2 separate regions of the Mus musculus genome follow, and region 1 is linked to region 2. The links are chromatin contacts, called in public Hi-C maps. All regions are on one chromosome and are shown on one strand. The core of a region is the stretch at or near the end of the contact, and the rest is flanking DNA. Distances in the headings are between cores, read along the strand shown. Region 1 has its middle 15 kb from the start of Gm39283. Region 2 overlaps Disc1 (disrupted in schizophrenia 1).

Region 1 (6,813 bases), core at 861-3,360, 510 kb after region 2:
CCTGTAGGAAAGACTGCGGGGCACCTTCGTGATTGTTGATTGGTGTGGGTGATGCCACGCCCAGGCAGGTGCTCCTGGGTTATATAAGCAAGCAAGCAAGCAAGCAAGCAAGCAAGCAAGCAAGCAAGCGAGCGAGCAAGCAAGCAAGCGAGTGAGCCACGAGGAACCAGCTAGTCAGCAGCATCCCTCCGTGGTCTCTTCTTAGATCCTTCCTCTGGGTCCTGCCCTGCTTTCCATGAACTCTCTCAGAGATGGATGTGATCAGGGTGTGTGAGTCTTTACTTCCTAAATTGTTTTTGGGCCATTGTCTTATCACAGCAATCAAAAGATAACTAGAACAATGTGGGAAACTGTTAACCCAACCAATGACCCAAAGACTTTGCAACTATTGGTGAGATATTTAAATGATTCTTGAGAAGCCTATGTCCACATTCGGGTGTGCTCTATCCATTATTGCCTGTGCTTAACTCTAGGTCAAAATTCCTTCTTGATAAGCAACCAACTCTGCTTCCCACTGGCTCATCCTGCAATTCTTTCCTGCAGTTGAATCTTGACTCTGCCTCAGTAGGGGCCTCTAAGCAGAACTTGTTAGGGTGCTACAGCCAATAGCATGGAGCTGGGTCTCCTTCTTCCATAGCTGCTGATGCTAAGACACATAAAAGCAAATCTTTGGGCATGCTGTAAGGAGGCATGAAGAGTGGAAACCTGTCCAATTAACAAGAATTAATGGGTGTTGCAGGGTATTTGATCACACTGTGAATCCCAAGATTGTGTGATTTATTGAAAAAAAAAAAACTGTTTCTAGTTTTAGTGTAACTCAGCCCTTATTGTATATCTTTAATCCCAAACAAAGAAGGTAAAGTTAGTTTGTAGATGGAAGCACCCATGTTTGAAAGTGACATCTAATTGAGTGGCAGACAAAATGATGAACCAGAGAAAGATTTGACAAAATAGACTAATCCCAACTCTCACAAGAGGGGGGAGGGGGAAGCTACTTGAAGAGTTTTACCTGGACAGTTATAGAGAGACAGATTGCAGAGAGAGAACAAGCTGTACACAGGTGAAGACAAAATGAGCTAGAGAATGAGAAGGAGCCAGAAGATTAGAACAGATTGCCAGAGTTAGTTTGAGGCCAAGCAGAGCAAAAAGTCAGAGGCCAAGAGAGAAGCCAGATTGAATCTCTCACCTTGTCAAGGAGTTTGAGCCAGAATAGTGGAGTTGAACCAGTCAGACAGTGTTCAGAAAGAACTAGAAGGGGTGAGCTTATTCAGCATTAAGTCTCAGAAGTTGAAAGCATTCTGGGCCTAGATAAGATTGTATGAAGGCTAAAAGCTTCCAGGTCTAGGCCTAAGTTAGCAGAGGCAGTAAGCCCCTGAAATGACAATTTAAAAAGGTGAATAAAAGTTACTTTCCAAACAGGGAAATGCCATCCCCCATCCCCCGAAGTCTAGAATAAAAGTAACAGCCTGAATATTTGTTCAAGAGAAATGACTAACTCAAAACAGTGAGTGGGGCTGGAGAGCTGGCTCAGAGGCTAAGGGTGCTTATTGCTCTTGCAGAGGACCTGGGCTGGGTTCCCAGCACCACAAAGTGATTCACAACTATCTGCAACTCCAGAGATTTCACCGCCTTGCCCTGGCTTTCTTGGTCAGTAGGCACACATGTGGTGCATAGATGTACATGTAGACAGATAAAGGCACATAAAATTCAAATAATAACATTAAAAGTCGGGTTTGTAGTGGGGTGTTTACCCTTTCTTTAGACTCTCTTCAGAGCTCCATGGGCCACACATTTGAAGCAGGCAGTGGAAAGATCAGTGATGAGGGACAATGGTCTCCATCCAGTCTGACTCTCTGATTTTATTGGACTTAGATAAGATGCTAATACAACAGTTTCTCTCTTCTGAACTTGGGAGGCTGCATGGTTTTCCTGGTTTGGAGAACTGCAACCGTGGCTCTGTAAGACCTGAAGAGCCTTATGTCCTGGATGTCCCACTCACAGAAACACAGAGACGGAGATCAATGCACTAAGCAAGAGATTTATTGATCTGGCATGCCACACTGTCCTGCAATCTGGGCAGAGTCAACCCCAATCTCCTAAGCACACACTTTTTATATAGTTTAAGGGTAGGACTTGATAACAATAAGAGTTGGTTTAAGCCCATTGTTGGCCAGGGCAGACTTTTTGATTTCCCCCCTTTAGAAATGGTAATTAGCCTCTCCCTTCCGGATTGGCAATTGTTTCGTGACCTTCCTTAAGCAATATTAATGGCCATGGGTGAGGTGAGGTCTTAGTCACCAGAAGGGGGAACTGAAACATTCTTGGTCATTATCTGCACCTACCTTAAAGTAGGAGCTTTCTTGCAAAGCTTGTTTTGTCATTGCAGGAAGGGAGTGTTAGTCACAACCTTCTAGCGGAAGTCCCCAGCATGCTATTCTAGCAAGGTCTTTCAGTGGTCATCTTATGTTCTCTAAGGTCACACATTCCCACAGCTCCTCCTCATCCCCACAGCTCAGTCCCGGGTTTGGCTCACGTTGAGTGTAGGATAAACAGCTGATTTATTTGTGTCCATGTCATTGAATAGTTTCCCCCATTGTCTGCCCAGCAGCTTACACACCAACAAGCAGGGATGATTCCTGCTAACAATGTGGACTCTGCCTTTGTCATGAAGAGCTGTCAGTTCTATGAGGAAATTTCTTAGGCTCTGTCGTCAGGAAATGTGATTTTAAGAATTGTTGACTTTATCTATAATATCTTGATCAATATAGATTTGGCTCACTTCCCTAGGTCTCTGAATCAATTTAACAATGAGATGGAGAGCTTTAAAAGGCCCCAAGTATTTTCTAAATAAAAGACCTAAAGACAACAATGAAGAAAGACTATTCCTTCTTTAAAATAGTTGACTGTGTTAGAATACTTTAGTAATTCTGAAACTATTCACTATTATTTATAAATATTTATTGAGTGTAGAGTCTGCTCCAGGCCTCATGTGGAATGCCAGGACTATATCAATGATTAAAGTAAGTGTGGTTGTCTTTCCTCTTGGGAAGAGCCTACGACCGACCGCAAGGACAGAGAAAGGAGAAAGGGTCACTAGGGTTGACTCCCTCAGCCACTCTGCATAAGCAGACACACACACCCAACTCACCACTCTGCATAAGCAGACACACACACCCAACTCAGAGGACTTGCCTCAGGCAGAGTACAGACCAAAAGAAATACAGCCAAGATGTAAGTCCGTGGAAAAGGGGTCGTTGAGGGCAGCAGAAGAGAGAAAGCATGGGAGTCGTTTCCTAAATAAGGCTGTCCCTGAGCTGAGAAGTCTCACTGAATAGAGAGTACGTACACTATTCATATGGAAAAGCACTCTAGAGATGGGCACACTCCAGAGCTTGCAGAATGTCCTCTGAACCTTCCTGAGCACCCTCAGTTCAAGAAGGAAAGCTAACCAGCCGGAAGTGTCTGGGTATGTTTAGTTTGTAAGACAAAGATGGCCGAAGGGAGTACTGAGCGTGCTCAGTGTGGCTCATAAATAAGGCCATTAGCAAGACTTGTAGACATTTAGAATCTTTCCCCAAAAAGGTTTAGCAGCAGGCGAAGGAAAGGTAGATTCATAGATGAAGCTCTTCTCTCCCCCACCCTCCCCTGCTGTCCCTGCTTCCTTCCCTCCCCTCCTGGTCTCTCCCCTTCGCTCCCCTATCTCTGGGCTGATCTAGCATCTTGCACACTCAAGCCATACTGGTGGACAGACTGCAGTAGCAGTGACCCAGCAGGCTTCCCAGCTCTTATGAGAGGCTGACATTTTCAAATAATTTTTCTGTGCCTGGCCCCTGTCTTTTTGGTCACTTGGTGACTGTCTCGTCCAAGAACCCTGGTACAGACCCTCTTACACCTTTTGTGGTCTCTTCACCTTCTTCGGTTTTCCAGGTGTTTTGTTCATTTTTTTATTTATTTAAGAAAAGTCTAAGGATACTTTTATCTTATTATATCATTTTAATTTTATTTTTAATTTAATTTAAGTTTTTAAAATTTTATTTGCTTTAGATAACTTATTCCTTTACTGTTAATTGCAGGGTGGCAGTTATTTGTGTGTGTGTGTGTGTGTGTGTGTGTGTGTACACGTCTGAAGATAACTTGTAGAAGTGAGTCCCAGGGATTGATTTCCCACCACTAAGCTTTGCGGCTAGTACTGTTACCCACCCACTGAGCCAGTCCTTTGCCCAAGAAATGGAACAGCTTTAAAGACTTCAGGATCCCCTGCCATACCCAACCCTTCATAATAACACAGTCTTGTCTCCGAAAGCTGTGGGCTTCTGCTAAAGTGAAAATGGCCCTGTGGAAGCTGCATTCTCGAGTCATTTCTATATGAAATTGAGTGGGTCTGTGCAAGCATTTTTCTATTTTAGAAGTTAATTGTGTGAGAGCATGAATGTGTGTGTGTGTGAGTGTGTGTGAGTGTGTGTATGCAGGCGTGTAATTATGGCTGTGTGCCTGTGAAGGCCAGAGGACAGTATGGGTATCTTCTATTGTTGAGGCCGGATCTTTCGCTGAATCTGAGGCTCACAGTTTTGCCTTGCTTGGCTAGTTTGCAAAACCCAGGATCTGCCTGTCTCTGCATCCTGTCCCTGCTTCATCAGTCCTGCAGTGGTACATGGTCCTGCCTGGCTTTCCTGTGAGTTCCGAGGATCCAAACTCAGGTCTTTACACTTACACAGCAAACACTTTACCAGAGAGCAATCTCCCCAGCTTCTATTCAAACCTTTTCTGGGAATGACCTTAAGTGGGAAAAAGAACAATTACATCACTGGGTGATTGAAACCGCTGGGGAGGCTCGGGGAAGGTTGAGCGGAACCTAAGTCACCGGGAGGGATAAGGAGGGATTCGGGCTGAGCAGAGCCAAGCCATCTTGGTACTCAATTCCTTTGATGGACTCTCTGGATATTGGATCTACAGCTAACGTCAGCAGAATGCAAAGTGATCAAATGCCATCGTCTTAATATTCCAGCGATCTGAAGTGGGGGTGGTGTGACATTCCTCTCTGTGTCCTGTGCCTCTGATGTCTTGCAAGCCCCTCCAGTCTCAAGAGTGAGAAACCTCACCTCAAAGGATGCTGAGTTCTGTGGACCCAGACTGTGCACTCAGAACTAAAGGGAAGCACGGAAGGGATTTTAGAGCAATTAATGAAGCTTTGAAACTTGGGGGCGTGACTGTGGGTGTGGCGTGGGTTTGATCATTTCACATGCTCCTCACTCCGTGTGGCTCTTAATGTGTCTCCTCTTCTTAGATATCCACCGAGATGTTTCTGTACAAATGGTCCCACACTCCTCGAAAACAGATTCGAACCATTAATCGTTCTTTCCATTTTTGTCGGATTGTTGGAGTCATTGTTTTCAATTTTAACTGATTAGTTTTAATGACTGATTTTACAGTCCCATTAAACAATAAGGTTTTTAGTGTGAAAGAAAAGCCTTCAACGACCCAGCGTTTAAACAAATAGCATTTGCGTGAAATCAACTCCAACAGCATCCAACGTAAAATATGTGGACATAACAATTAGAGGCCATCTGTTAAGCTGGCATCTTGCTGTAAAGGAATGAAATTTCAATTAAGCTTTAATATGGAGTAGTGTAAGTGACAGACCCCATATGAAAGCCCACAGCCAGTGAACTGTGAAGTGGAGGGTGGGCTGTCACACGGTTAATGACTTGGAGAGAGTTCCCTGATAGCATGCTTTGTGAATGACATGCCTGTCCTCCTGCTCTTGGACACGAGGTCTGTTTCTGAGGATGGAGGATGGAGGCTTTGGAAACGATACCCATATGGAAGATAGATTGGAATTATTGTGTGGCACAGTCCTGAGTCGTGTGGTTAACGTGTGATTTGCCACTTCAGCTGGAGACAGAATTAAATCATGCACGAGCTAAAAGGATGGCTTGGGCTCGCCTCACGAGTGTGGAGACGTGAGTCTGCTTCTCCAGATCCCTGTAAAAGCACGGGTGCAGTGTTGATTATCTGCACTCCGAATGGTGGTATGACAGAAGGTGGATGTGGGCAGATCCCTGGGAGCTCATGGGCCAGCTAGCCTGGCCAACAGAGCATAGCTCCAGGCCTGTAAGAGATCTTGTCTCAAAACAAACAAACAAAAAGGTAGAACTCACCTCTGACCTTTCTGTGGGTTCTTGTGGGTATGCACATATGCAACACACACACACACACACACATGCGCATATATGCACTCACACAGATACCCACATACATGTACTCACACAGGCACCCACACATGCAAGCATATACACATATGCACACACATATACACACACATGTACTCATAGGCATGCACTCACATAGACAAATGAACACATGCAGACACATGCATACACAGGTATGCACACGTATACACATATACTCACACACATGCATACGTATATGCATACATACACTCATAAACATGCATGCACACACAGACAAAGGCAAAAGGCTTGGAAAGAGAACAATGAAAATCATACTTCAGCATTCTCTAAGAGCTGTCTGGAGGACAGACTGATATCATGGCCCAACAATGGTTCAGTTGTGGCTTTGAGTGGACCCAGAAAAAGAGAGTGTCACTAAGTCCCAGGACAAGAACCTGGACTATTAGTGGGAGAACACTTGGTTATAGAGTTCCATCAGCAACTGTGTCTCAGAACCCACTGGCCGGTCACTGTCGAATCTATTATTGCCGCCCCAGGAAAAAGGAGACAACATCCAAATTCTAATCCTCAATCAGGAACCTGGGAGGTGTCAAAATGAGGCTTATTTTCCCCATAAAACACG
Region 2 (6,594 bases), core at 2,978-5,477:
ACTTTTTAATGAAAATATAGTTTCATGTCAAACTCAGATAAATTCGGACCCTGATTTTTAATAAGATGGTAGGGTCTCTTGCAGATCCTTTGGGGAGATTGAATCATAAAGCTGTCAGGAGGCAGATCGCTGTGTCTTTCCAGCGCTGGGGTCTTTGCCATTCCATCTGTTCTTTGTAATGAGTCTTTTGGTCCCCATCTTCAGAAGGGTAAGAGGACTAAGCAGCCAGACTCTGTCTGCTGCCCCGAGATGTAGTGTAGATGGCATGAGTCCTGCTGTCCTGCCCGGCAACTGTCTTGGGGGCAGCGGGTGAGAAGGCTTGAAATCAATGGCTCAGATGGGGGAGCAGGCGAGAACACAGTGAACTTAGTTATTAATTCTTGGGGAGCACCCTTTATATCCTCCACTGCATCCCACTGGTCCCAAGCAAGCATGTCTTCCAAGTGGCAGTTCCCGATTGGCTGTCATTGTCTGCATCACCAATCTTTAGGCTCTCAGACAGTCTTCAATTAGGTCCTCAGGCAGAAGTTGCCTCCATGGCTGCATGGCCAGATTAGAATGCTGAGTCCATGGGAGACATAAGAGGATCTTGAGTTCCAGGCTAGCGTGAGCTATATAATGAGACCCTGTATCAAAACTCTCTCTCTCTCTCTCTCTCTCTCTCTCTCTCTCTCTCTCTCTCTGTCTCATAGGGAGAGGTGCTGATACTAAACTCTGGTTCCCTAATTGATTCTTGACTTAGTTGATAAAGGAGGTCGGGAGCCAATTGCTGGGTGGAAGGGACAGGTCCTTCCTGGTCCCAGGAGGAAAAAGAGATGCAGGGAAAGAGAAGGCGGTTTCTGGCCAGGCTTTGGAAGGAGACGCACAAAAGAATCATGCAAGATCTTGGGGAAGGTAGAACCAGGTGGCTTCCACCACCAGCTCATAGCAAAGGAGGTTGAAGGAAGCTAGTCAATAAGTTTAGGGCAGGAGATTCTGTGCTCAGCAATTGTGTTAACAGGCAAATTCTAAAGTAATAAAGCTGTCTGAGTGTTTTTCATCCATGGAGCAAAGGTGGAGGGAGAGAGAGAGAGAGAGAGAGAGAGAGAGAGAGAGAGAGAGAGAGACCATGTGGATGATGGAGGCTAGGTGGAGCTAACCTGGGAGGAACAAGAAAAAAAAAACAAAAACAAAAACGGAGAGGGGCCAGAGCAAGGGTGGCAGCCCCAGGGCTGAGGACACGGGCAAAGGCAATAGTGTATTTTTTTAAATTACATGCTATACACATTAGGCTGGGAGATATCTCAGTGGGCAAAGGGCTTATTGCATAAACATGGTTAGAACATGGTATCTGGTCTCTCCTTCTGCACCCGTGGTTTATTCTGTAAAACAAAGCAGTATTATAAATATTCTAAGACAGATATTTTATTTCTCAAATTTAAATTTATTTTTTTCCACTGATCATAAAAGCATGAAGATATCACACATTTGCAGAGTACCATGTGGTGTCCCACCACGAGTGGAATACTTAAATCTGATTAAATCCCCCTCTCTCCTCAGGTGTGAATTCTTTCTCTTCTGTATGTGTCAGCGGACATTGAGCTCAGGGCCTTGAGTGTGGTGGGCTGAACACGGGGTACAACTGAGCTTAGCTCTGTGCTCTTTCTAGTTATCTGTTTCTTTCCCATGTGCACACACGTGCCATAGTGCATGTGTGCTCAGAGAACAGCCTGTAGGAGCAGGTTCTCTCCTTCTGCCACTTGTGTTTCAGGGATGAAACTCAGGTGATCCAGCTTGTCAGCAAGCCCCTTTATCTGCCGAGCCTCTTGCTGGCCCAGCTCCATATTATATTTTGGTGAAAACAACCAAACTTCTTTTTTTTTCAGGTTTGAAATAATTATTATTGTTATTTATAGTTAGTCCATTGATAAAAATTTGACCATTAGGATTGGGATCTTGGTCTGAACTAGTCTCTTCTGGAAGTTTTTCAGTGTATCTAGTTGGGGACAACGCCATGTGTGGGGATAGAGCAGAGCCAGTCCTGTGTCTACCCATGTCCCTGGGACCATCACTGAAACTGAGAGAGACACCTGTGAGGCCCTGTGCCAGAGAAGAACTTGAGGCTAGAGAATGTCTATTAACCCAGAGAGGGCCCAGGTCCCCCAGACAGTTCCATGCAAGTCCAGTCTGGTGAGCCAGTGAGTCTATCAGGGTTACATGCATGGGGCACAGAGACTGAGGGGCTGAAGAATTCCCACCCTGTCGTGGGCGAGGACTCTCAGAAGCTGCACTTCTGCAGTTCCTCATAGACTGATGAGTCTCCTCTAGTGGGCAGTTGTTGGTTGATGATACAGCCTTGAGAAGGAGCCTGGGAGTCCTGTAGGTTTCACGAGTTTCCCTGCTCCTTGTAAGAGGAAATTTAAAAAAGATTTATCTTAAGTTTAAGAGTGTGTGTGTGTGTGTGTGTGTGTGTGAGAGAGAGAGAGAGAGAGAGAGAGAGAGAGAGAGAGAATGAATGAGTTCTCCAGCACGTGAGTTCAGGTATCATGGAAGCCAGAAGGGGGCATCAGAAACCCTGGAGCTAGAATTATAGGTGGTTGTGAGCTTCCTGATCCGGATACTGAGAACAGAACTCATGTCTTCTGCAAGAGCAGTAGGTGCTCTTCTCTGCTGGGCTGGCTCTCCAGCCCGGAGGGAATGCCTGAGTAACATTCTGTGTATGTGCCCAGTAAGCTTTCCCAGAACTGAGTCTGTGTGACACTCCTTGTCTGCCTCTGAAGCATATTTACTACTCTCAGTCTTCATGTCTGGAAAGACCCCTGAGCACCCTGAGCATACAGGCCAGTTACCGTCTCCACACTGGCTTGTGTCTCTATCACCGTGTAAGGGAAGCTGACAGAGCGAAAAGATCCCAGAGACTCACACAGAAGGGGGTCGATCAAGTCTTTGTCCGGTTATAACTTCCTTTTGAGGCAGGGTCTTTCTCCGTAGTCTTGACTGTCCTAGAGCTTGTTACGTAGGTCAGGCTGGACTCAAACTCACAGAGATTCCCTGCCTCCTGAGTGCTGGGATCAAAGGTGTACACCACCACTGCCCAGACCAAGAATCTTTAGTCCAGTGAGCACTGGGATGTCTTAAAAGAGTAATACTACTAAGGATGATGAATCTTTCAAGAGAAAGTTATCTTTTCACCTAATATATACTTGTGTTGGCATAGCAGTACACAGCTTGGCATGCCTGCCTAGCCCTGCAGGCCACACACACTGAATTTCTGCTTCCTCCTCACAGCTCTGCGTTCCTCAGGCACCTCCCCTTGTGATCCAGTCTCTCTTTTACAAACAGTGCACAGAACCTCTACGGGTGAGGGGCAGCTCTGGGCCAGTGGTCCCTTTGTCCCGAAGTTATATACAGGATCTTCTCAAGATGTGGGCCACTGGAGGGAGATGCCATCTTAGAGGATGGGAAGTCTGACCTGGCTGCTGGCTTCTCAGCCAGATCTTAGAAGAAGAGGCAGGAAGAAGGATGGTAGGAAACTACAAAGAAAAAAAAAAGGGAAGAAAACACAACTCTACCCGAGCTACCGTGCTCTGCACGGACTGGACTCCCCTTGTAACCCGGGTGAAGGATTGTAACTAAGTTGTGATTAAAACCAGGAGTGAGAAGGGTTGTAAATAAGTTGTAATTAGAGCCAGGAGTGAACTCTCAGGAAGGGATCAGGAGCAGCGCCACCCGGACTATGGCCACAAGAGGGCGCTGTGGTGAAGCTCACCAGCCGAGGCTCTCGCTGCTGCTGGGAGCCAGTCACAGAGAAACTCCAAGAGAGGGGCATTCTGGGAGCTCGTCTGTCACCTTGAGAGACTCAATCTTTCTCTTGTAAAACACAGAATAAAGTAACAGATACATCAGCACAGCTGCATGCCTTTTGAGCATCCTCTCCATCCTGGCTCTTGGCTCTGAGCGGTTGTGCCGGGTCCTGTACCCTCTGCGCACCTGCCTTGAGACATCTATCTTCTTAACAGGCTTGATGACAAGGGATATTTTATTTAAACCCTCTTTCAGAACCTTACATTGCTTTTCCACTTGTCTAGTTGGTCGTCAATTGACCTGTCCTTGTGGCAGGAAGTGAAGATTTAAAGAAAGATTGACGAAGATGCCTTTGCGGCTCCTGTTCGGCACAGACTTGGGTCGATGCCTTTGAGGTTCCCTGTACAGAGGACTCTGTACAGTGAGTGGTTGGAGCTGCGTTTAAAAGGTAATAATAGAGGCATGAGCCAGGCACCAAGGAGAAGCTCAAAGCTCCCGTGCCAGCCGCGGGGAACCCCAAACTGATTGCTTTAATTAATTAGGCTGCTGGCAGAGCTGTGGGGCAGGAGGAATTCATCTCCAAGCCTGGTAAAAGGCTGAGGACGCTGGGTCTCAGGCACTCAGCCCTGCAGTTCATGGTTGTTGTTGTTGTTGTGTGACCCACTGGCTGGCTGTTTTCCTCTCCTACAGTGCTGTTAGATTTTCTTAGAAAGTAAGTTACTTATTTGACCTGTGTGTGTGTGTGGGGGGGGGTGTATATATGTAGGGGTTCATGTGACATGGCACATGCATGTGAGCCATCCTGCTGGCCCTAGGAACAAAGATTTTTAAGCCCTCCCAGAGGATGATCATTTCTATTGAAGTAGGAATCCAGGTGAGGCAGCAATGAGAATAGGGGTGTGGCTTAATGTGGGTGTGGCTTAGTGTAGGGGTGTGACCTAATGTGGGTGTGGCTTAGTAAAGACTTGTCTTTGTGGCCATTAACCCTCACATTGCCAACATGGCTTAGACTGTCTTTGGAAGGGGAACAGGAGACTTCAGAATCCACTGTCACAGTCTGTCACTGGGCTTCAGGGAGGGTTCTCCCAGGCCCACCGAGTTCTAAGATCCCTGTATAGGTGGCTGTGATTAAGATGGGACAGACTCAAACTCAAGATGCCACACATCACACATCGTGGGGAGTAGAGCGTTTTGAAGGCAGCCATGTGCCACTGGCTGAGCTCCAGGATGGGCAGAGAAGTGAGTTCCTAAACTCCAGACCCTCTGCCACCCCCTCTACATGGGGCTCCTTCCCTCCTCATAGATCCTTCCACTGCCGGCACCAACGATGACCCCTTTCTATCTTAGTTATATGGTATGTTTCTGTGTGTGTGTGTGTGTGCATGTGTATTTTAGTGTGTGTTCATGTGTGTTTCAGTGTGTGTGTGTGTGTGTGAAGGTGTAGTGTATATATGTATGTGTGTATGTGTGCATGTCTGTCAGTGTGTATGTGAAGATATGTGTATGTGTGTGTGTGGTGTGTGTGTAGTGGTGTGGTATCTGGGGTCATGGGGATGGCAAGCAATGCTCAAATGTTTTAGGTCACCCAATGGCATCTATTCAATAGACACCTTTGCCTGCCACCCTGGTAACCCAAGACCATAGGTTCCATAGCTATCTGGCCCCTAAGCATTCCTGAGCAGATACCAGGGACCCCCTGGTTGTTTTAGATCATGTATCAGGTAACTGTGTGGATAGCAACTGAGCCTTCGCTCACTGAGAGACTCATGAAGTAGCCATTGGCCCAGGCATGGGGGTGTCTTTGTCTAGCAGGTGTTATTGATCTGTTAGCCCATGGGTGAGCTCAGGAAGGCTATGAACATTGCCCAACATATTTGTAGATGTCAGTGTTGTATTGCAACTTGGAAAGTCGGGTGCTCTTAGTAGAAGGATCAGTACCCATCTCTCAGAAAGACGCTGTCATGTTTACTTTTGTACTTGACCCCTCAGTGCATTGAATTATACAGGTATTTTACCTCCTTCAGCATTGACTTTCATTATTGTTAAACACACACACCACACACACACATTACACACATAGACACCACACACACACAGAGGTACATTACACACACAGACACCATACACATACACACTCGCACACACATACACACCTAGAGACACGTGGACACACACACAGACACACATAGGCACACCACACATACAGACATACAGACACACCACACATACAGACACACAGACACACCATACACATAGACATACATATATAATACACACAACACATAAGACACACACATACACACAGAGCCACATACAGACACACACAGACATGCACACAGATATCCAAACACACACAGAGACGTACACACAGAGACACACTCAGACACATACACACAAACACACACACAAACACACAGAGACACACAGTCACACACAAATACAGAGAGACACACACAAACTTACACACAGACATACACAGAAAGACAGACACACACAGAGATACACACACAGATACACACAGAGACACAGACACACACACACACACCACCTCTATCTTAAGTGTCCATGCTGTGGGTTCTTGTTGCAGTGGTTTTTCTTCATTTGCTTGGGAGCTCCTGTGACTCCCAGCTCTTCTGATATCAGACACAGCTGCACATCACTCTTGATCTCGGGACCCTACTTCCAGTTCCTAGCCGACTACAGAACGAGGGGACTGTGCACAGAGAAGGGCTTCATTCCAGAAAGGCTGTGCCGGGTGGGTCGCTGTCTCGGAGGAGGCTCCAGTGTTTGCTGTCTGTTTTCCGTTCCTTT

The links. Hi-C and Micro-C count contacts between places; a contact is called where the count stands out from the background.
Region 1: a Hi-C map of bone marrow-derived macrophages shows a contact between it and region 2, with 19 read pairs. The contact joins two enhancer-like sites. A contact is called at or near these places in 1 of 15 datasets of contacts at CTCF or cohesin (the NIH/3T3 cell line), 2 of 484 Hi-C or Micro-C datasets (bone marrow-derived macrophages and uterus), 3 of 115 datasets of contacts at active chromatin or transcription factors (all in embryonic stem cells) and 1 of 9 other capture datasets (embryonic stem cells).

The regions. Positions count from the first base shown.
Region 1 is chr8:125,697,396-125,704,208 of GRCm38.p6, forward strand. No RefSeq gene overlaps it. Among named protein-coding and RNA genes, the nearest start is that of Gm39283, 15 kb to the left of the region's middle. Within about 2 kb of position 2,111, at least 15 of the 459 cell types and tissues checked have an H3K27ac peak or open chromatin away from gene starts, as enhancers often do. A contact at or near this core is called in bone marrow-derived macrophages, where this site is marked.
Region 2 is chr8:125,180,369-125,186,962 of GRCm38.p6, forward strand. All of the region lies in intron 9 of Disc1 (disrupted in schizophrenia 1), which reads left to right. Among named protein-coding and RNA genes, the nearest start is that of Disc1, 130 kb to the left of the region's middle. Within about 2 kb of position 4,228, at least 30 of the 459 cell types and tissues checked have an H3K27ac peak or open chromatin away from gene starts, as enhancers often do. A contact at or near this core is called in bone marrow-derived macrophages, where this site is marked.